Linked DNA regions of Mus musculus: region 2 is linked to region 1. The links are chromatin contacts, called in public targeted proximity ligation maps. All regions are on one chromosome and are shown on one strand. The core of a region is the stretch at or near the end of the contact, and the rest is flanking DNA. Distances in the headings are between cores, read along the strand shown. Region 1 holds the start of Ahnak (AHNAK nucleoprotein (desmoyokin)). Region 2 has its middle 22 kb from the start of Gm50340.

What was found.
Region 2: a contact with region 1 is called in a targeted proximity ligation map of bone marrow-derived macrophages, with 4 times the contacts expected there. A contact is called at or near these places in 1 of 39 promoter capture datasets (the 3T3-L1 cell line) and 4 of 130 datasets of targeted methods (the NIH/3T3 cell line, bone marrow-derived macrophages, embryonic stem cells and 1 more).

The regions. Positions count from the first base shown.
Region 1 is chr19:8,987,254-8,990,985 of GRCm38.p6, reverse strand. Ahnak (AHNAK nucleoprotein (desmoyokin)) reads right to left here and starts at 1,702. Exons shown (of 5, transcript NM_009643.2): 1 at 1,557-1,702.
Region 2 is chr19:9,919,465-9,923,238 of GRCm38.p6, reverse strand. No RefSeq gene overlaps it. Among named protein-coding and RNA genes, the nearest start is that of Gm50340, 22 kb to the right of the region's middle.

The sequences.
Region 1 (3,732 bases), core at 453-2,952:
CCTGGACACGTGTGTCCTCAGAGACAGCCTAGGGCCACACCCTGCCAAACCAGGGTGCCAACCCAGACATCATGCGCACAATCTTCTGTGGTCACATTGTGCAGAAGTGACAATAGAGTGAGCAGGCAAGCACACACACACACACACACACACACACACACACACACACACACATACCAGGGACACTACGTTGTCAAGGCTCCACTCCATTTGACTTGTAGGATATCCCCGGGTCACCCCAAGAGTCTTCAGTGCTCATCGCCATGTACAGCTAGCCCTGATGTCAACCCAACGCCACCAAGGTTCTGCGTCCCCCAAATCTGCCTCGGCACTGAAAGGGGCTCCAGCCAGAGGAGGCCCAGGCTCCCGCACACTGCACATCCCCTCCCTGCATGGGAAAGCCTTACATAACACAGCTCTCTGCACACACCCTAAGCATGTTGCCTTTCCAACCCCACAGTAGGATCTTGCCCCCCGCCCTCTCCGCTGGCGCGCACTGCAAAAGTGAAGGGTTCCAAAGGAGAGCAGGGAAGTCCTTCACCTACGCCCTGCGCTCCGGCCCCCACCGCCTACACACGGCCTCTTTCCCCCTCCGCTTTGCCCCTCACCCCCACCCCCACCCCCGAATTCTGGTTTGAATTAGTCACCGGCTCCAACCACTACATTCCTCAGGCTGCTGGAATCCAGCCAGGCGCTGGGGCGGGGGCCATCCCGCCCGGACGAGTTTGGGAGTGGGGTGGGGTGGGGAGAAAGCACCGCCCCTAGAAGGAGCAAGGGAGGTTCTGGGGACTGTGTCGATTGCACAGCCCCCTCCCCGCCCACCCAGCGCAGGAATCTCCCTAATTATGTCCCCCACCCCCCCTCCCACTCCCACCCATCCCACAGGGAGGCACGCTGCAAACTTCCAGGCTCCGACGCCCTGGAGAAAGAAGGGAGTTTTCTGGATCTGGAAACACAGAGGGGCAAGACTAGGGCGGGGCAGTTGAAGGGGAGCTGTTAAAGTCGCCGCTAGGAGCCAGAAAGGGAGAGGCTGGTGGTACAGAGCAGGGTGGGGCCGAGGGGAATCCGGACGCGAAGTTCGAGATGGAGGTGTGGGGAGCCGCGAAAGACAGCAGAGGGGGCACGCGGTGCAGGGGCGCGGGAGGGGCGATGGGGCTCTTGGAAACTTCTCCAGTAAACATGGTATAGGAACCAAGTAGCGCTCTGAGCCGCCGCCCCAAAGAGATGGAATCGGTCAGGGACCACCAGATCAGGAACGCCCTGCACTGCAGTTGGAACGACAATACATCCGCGGGAAAAAACTAAAAGCGCAGCAAAGCACACTTCGAAGCGATTTTCTAACTTAGTTAAACTTGGCCCCAACTCCGGAGAAAGAGCTTTACTCCCGAAGCGTGACGCGTCGCCTGCCCCGGCGGCCGCAAGCGGCCAGGTTTGCTCCCAACAGTCGGAACCCTCGTAGTGACACTACCGCAAATGCACCTTGTCCGAGTCCCTCTCTCCCCTGGTCGCCCGAACCCTGGCCCCACACCTTACCGCCCAGCGCTCCGCTTCCCTACCTGCGGGCTCAGCCCCAGGACGCAGCCATAGCCGGCGAAGGGCCCGAGGTCGCAGTGCTGACTGCTGGCGACGGCGAGCCCCAGTCGGGGCGGGTCTGGCAGGGCGGACAGTGCAGTCCCCGCGGCAGAGCTGCTCCAAGTGGCCGGGCCCCCGTGCGCGGAGGCGGCTCTTGTAACTCGGGCGGGTCTGCCCGGAGCTGTGGGGAGAGGGCGGGGCCGGGCGGGGCCCGAATAGGGCAAGGACCCGAGAGCACGACTAACACTGAAGCCACCCTGGAATGGGCCGGTGAAGGGAGAAGGTTGAGGGGGCTCAGGGACGAGGAGGCGTCGCCTTTTCCCCTCCCCTATCCCATCTATTGCTCCTGTCCCGGCTCTGGATCTTCCCACCCCATTTTAAACAGTGTGTGTGTGTTCACCGGCAAGAAATTCCTGGAAGCACGCAGGGGCACAGATTCACAGTCGGAATCCAGAGTCAACCTAGTCTGCAGAAGAGCCAAGAAGCTCAGATGATTCAACCTCGACCTCCAGCCTCCACACAGACCTTTGAGCTTTCTCTCAAGCTCAGATACATTAATCCCAGGCCCCAGCCTCCTCTCCCAGTTCCCAGGCTTCTTGCAGCCTCGCCCCGTTCCTCGCCTTCAGGCTCTCTCCTCTTCTACAAAACACACTGACTCTAAGACTTAGATCCGACCCCTAGGAATGGAGTCACCTATGCACCACACCACGGTGCTGTTCTTCATTGCAGCGACACCAGTCAGGCCTGCAGCTGTTGGACGCACCATGGAACAACTCACTCTCTCCTGTAAACTCTGTCCCCCATGCCTTTTGGGTATTTTATTTGGGGGAGGGAGCACAGACTGTGTAGCCCGGCCATCACAGAACTGGCTAGAACTGACAGCCTTACAGATTCCCCTGCCTCTGCCACCCTGGGACTAAAGGCATGAACCACTATGCCCCAGTAAGCTTGAGGAACCCAAGATCCAGCACTTTCTTTGCATTCCCAGGCCTTCTGCGCCTCTCACAGCTCCTCCCCCATATTTCCATTTGCAAGTTGCTCCGCTCCCCAATTTACAGCCATTTCCCACAGCCACTTCTAACTCTATGTGGATTTTATTAAATGCTTAATGATGGGGTTGCAGAGATGTTCTGGCTGCATCCCCCCTCCGCACCTCCCTTTTTCTCCTTCCCTATTGAGTTCTACCCTCTCTGGCAGGTGGCTACCCAGCTGCCCACTCCAGTTTCCCTTCCTTCCCAAATGCCCCAAGAGGCCTCAAGCTGGAGAACTGAGACCTTGGCCTGAGGCAGGAGCACCTTCGCTCCAAGATCATGAGTGGGCTGGGGCTGAGACCAGCCCTGCCCTGTCCTCTGAAATGGCAAACATGTTTGCAGGCTAAAAATATCAGCCAAGTCTGCTGCCAGCCCTGGGGGCTGTGTCCAGGTCCAGTTACCACACAGGGTACAGGCGATGGGGGGAGGGAGACAACAGAAGGGAGTGACAGAGAACAGACACAGATGTAATGGACACACCAGGGTGGAGAGAAATGTAGGTAGAAATTCAGACAGGCATGGACATGTAAAGACAGGCAAAGCAGAGACTTGGCTACTAACATTCCTCTCTCTCTCTCTCTCTCTCTCTCTCTCTCTTTCTCTGCCCCTCCTCAAACCCACTAGACATCACAAACACACTGTCAATTGGCTTAACAGCCCCCCCCCTCCAAATCTACTCCCTTCCCAGCACACTCCCTACGGTGAACTCAGTAAGTTCCAGGCCACCCAGAGATACCAAGTGAGGATCAGGCCAAAACACATTTCAAAAAATAAAACTCAAGAGCCAGTCATGTTTTTTTTTTCCTTTTACTTAGTGTGCATGATCATGTGGAGGCCATGGGACTTGTGAGGGTCTCTTCTCTCTTTCCACTGGGATCAAAGAGGTCATGAGGTTTGGTGGCAACTACCTGAACAAGTCATCCCCTAGCCCACAGTCCTGATTTACTGAACCAGGGTCTTACAGTGTAACCCAGGCTGTTCTGGAATTCACGATATAGGTTTGGTTGTCCTCAAATGACAACAATTCTGCCTTAGCCTCTCAAATGCTGAGATTACAAGTCTTCACCATATCAAGACATTTTATTTCACGGGGCATGGTGGCGCACGCCTTTAATCTCAGAACTGGGGA
Region 2 (3,774 bases), core at 964-3,463, 930 kb before region 1:
ACCCTGAACTCTCCAGCCCAGGCACAGTCCTCTTTGATATGTTAAATAGGAACTTCAGTTAGCTGTTTATCCAAGTTTGAGATCTAACAATCACTCTTGCCCAGCTACTACAGGAAATCTTTTTTTATTCTATAATATATTACTGAGATATCCAAGCAAGTATTCTTTTATATGATGAAAGGGAAATGTTTCAGATACTAATTTTTTGGCTATATGAAGACCATATGATTAATCTCAAAGGTAAGCAAATTTACCAAAGACTTGGGAATACCAGTGAACAGTGAGGAGGACGTGACTTCAGGGTCCTGTCTCTGGTGATTAAAGTGACAAATGCCCCATAGATGCAGCAGTTTGAACACTTGGTCCCTAGTTGATAGCATTGTTTGGGAAGGTTTACAAGGTGTGGCCTTGCTAGAGAAAGCATGTCACGGAGGGCAGGCTTTGAGAGATTATAGCCGCCCCCGCCCCCCCCCCCCCCATTTGCTCTCTGCTTCTTATTTTCTGCTTTAGGTATCTTGCAGAAGGTCAAAATCATGCTTGGCTGCATGGGGTGTGTGTGTGTGTGTGTGGTGGTGTTGAGGTCAGCCTAGGCAGGAGACCCTGTGTCAAAACAAACAAACAAAAAACAAACAAAACAAAACAAAAAAACCCCACAAACAAGCCAAACCTAACTTAACCAAACCAATGTGTATCAGATCGTCCCTGAGCTGGCAAGTCCTGAAGCTTTGAAAATCTAAGTTGCCATGGCAACCTCCTGGGTGCTAGAAATGCCAGAAAAGTGGGATATCTGCCACAGAAACAAGCCTACAGGCATTGAACAGAACTGGGCTCCAGAGAGGCCCTGCTTGCTCATTCTCACATCAGCGACAATACCTTTGAGCATGGTGTGGTGTGCATGCAATCCCAGCACTCTGGAAGCCAAGGTGGAGAGCAAGCAAGTTCAAGGTCAGCCTGAGCTATATATAGTAAGACTCTGTCTCTGAAGAAAGTGACAGTATCTTTAGTATAAACCCCCCAAATTTTAGATAGGAGAAATGAGGAATTCTACTGTAAATGAGGCAAAAGGTGGCTTTGGGAGAGGCCAGGGCAGCTTTTAACTCAGGGTATGTGGCGTGGACCTTCTTGACACGCAAGCCCTCTGGCTATCTCGGATCTGTAAAAAGCAGATTTTAGGAACCATCTTTTCCCATGCTTTGCTCCCTCCTTTTCCTGTTTGGATAACATTTAGGATTTATGAGCTCTGGCTAGAGGGGCTTCCCTTTTTCCCAACTCTTTCCATTTTGGTTCCCTCAATATTGGAAACTGCTAGGACTGTCTCTTTCTACCAGAAGTCAGATGGGGTCACCCCTCGTAGAGTCCTTTTATCTTTCTTTTAATTGATCTTTCTCCTTTCTTGCAGCTGGATTGCTTTGGTTTTTTTGTGCTTTCTTATCTTGGAGCTGTTTAGGCTATAGCTCGACATGTCCCCAGCCATCTTTTCTGGGCCTTTTCCCAATGGCCCTCAATCCTGTTACTTTCCTCATTTCTCCTTTTCTCGTGGTACTGCAAATGGTACCCACAGTATTCACTGGGTAACTCGATATATGTTTGTGGACGCGTGATGACCTCAGACTGCCTTCCCTCTGTTCTCAGCTTTCAGGTCTCAGTTTCTCTGGAGCTGACTCAGCACAGGAACGGCCGCTTTCTGGATGATAGGGTTTGCATTGCCTTAAGCTGGGAACATCTTAGTGTTTTTACCACAACTTTGCCCTGAGTATGTTTGAAGAATTATTCACTGCTACATGGGTGACTTCTATTGAATTCTTCATTCATAAGCAAAAGGAAAAACAGTAAAATAAAGAGAATGCCAACCACAAATTATTCTAGAATAAACAGCTGGAAGTATCAGTTAAAAAAACAAAACAAAACAAAACAAAACAAAACAAAAGGACGCCTAAACACTTGAATGCTTTAGTTTTAAAAATATTTAGTTTTCTGTGTGCCTGTGTGTGCACACGTGACTGACAGAGGACAACTCCTAAGAGCTGCTTCTTGTCATCGGCTTTACAGTCATGGTGGTCTAGAATGTTCTCTCAGGGATTATGCTCAGTCCAACAGCCAGTGGTAGAGTAAGAATCCTGATGCTGAAAGGCGGAGATAGGAGGTTAGCAATGGAAAACTGGGCCCAAGCAGTGCTGAACCCAACAAGAGAAACGGTGCCCCCTGCAGCTCAAGGGCTTTGGAGCAAGTGTTTACATAAGCTTTGTAGGGTTAAGCAGCCTTACCTCCCTGGGCCTGCCATCTGCTTCTCTCAGGTCAACGGCATTGAAGGCTGTTGGTTTATGTTTTGCTTTTGAGCAGCTAGCTCACATTCCTAGCATTTAGGCACACAGAGGTTGTCACTGCAACAGATTTTGTTTTCAAAGTGTCATGCATAGCCCACTCAGGGGCTTCCTGCTCCACACAGGGTCTCACAGGTGTTTCTCTGGGAATTGCATTTCTATGATAGCACCACACTTGAGTTCTGCAAAACAAGAACCTTGGAGGCACCAGCGGGTCATCCTGCCAGAGTAGCTACCTTTCTTGGGCCACAGTGGTTGTGGATCCTGAGTGTTTGCCTTGCTAAACCGAGGGGTCCAACAAACACTCCCCTAAGTAGCCCCAATAGAGTAGACAACCTGGGGATCTCTTCGTAAAGACTTTCTGACGCCTATTTCAGTTTCTGGAACTTTTTTTTAAAAATAATTTTATTTGTTTATATTTCAAATGATATCCCCCTCCACATCCCCTATGCTATCCCCCTCTCCCCGCTCCCCTTTGCCTCTATGAGGGTGCTCTTCCACCTACTCACCCACTCCTGCCTCACCTCTCTAGCATCCCCATACACTGGGGCATCAAGCCTCCACAGGACCAAGGGCCTCCCCTCCCACTGATGCCAGATAAGGCCATCCTCTGCTACATATGTATCCAGGTAGTTGATATTGTTCTGCTCGTGGTCCCTTTCTTGTCCCAGTGCAAAGTGGGAGGCTTCTCTTTCCTGGTGCTGATCCCCGTGATAAGTACAACCATTTGTCTGCACTTGGCTTTGTCTGAAACTTTATCCTCATACATACTTCCTTCTTAGCCAAATTGTACATTTTTGAAATTCACATGCTCCGTGTTTGCTCCCAATTTTCACTGTAAAACTGATTAAAGACTGTTGTACTGCAATGCTGTGCTGCCTTGAAATTTCCTCTGCCAAATAATTTAGTCCATTACTTTTCTTTGTTTTTGTTTTTGTTTTTTTTTTTTTTGAGACAGGGTTTCTCTGTATAACAGATCTGGTTATCTTAGGACTTGCTGTGTAGACTAGGCTGACCTTGAACTCTCAGATCCACCTGCCTCTGCTCAAGGCATTGACCACCACCGCACGGCTAGTCCTTCCCTTTTTGAACTCAGTCTTACTCAAATTTTCAGGACACAAACAGAATGGAGCCATATTCTTTTACAGTAATATTAATGGCTCTGGTTCAGTTCCCAATAGACCTTGTTCGAATATGAAACCCCACGAACATGGTCTTCATTACATGCATTTCCCTTAGCACTCTGGGATTCCAAACTCTCAGCAGAATGGCTCAACGAGGTTTGCTTTATGGCAGTCTAGGGTGTTTCTTCTCTCTCTCTCTCTCTCTCTCTCTCTCTCTCTCTCTCTCTCTCTCTCTGTCTCCCCACCCTCCCGCCATCATACCCATTGTGTTTGGTGCTAGGATTAAACCTTGGACTTCATGTATGATAAGGTAGCATTTGACCAACTAA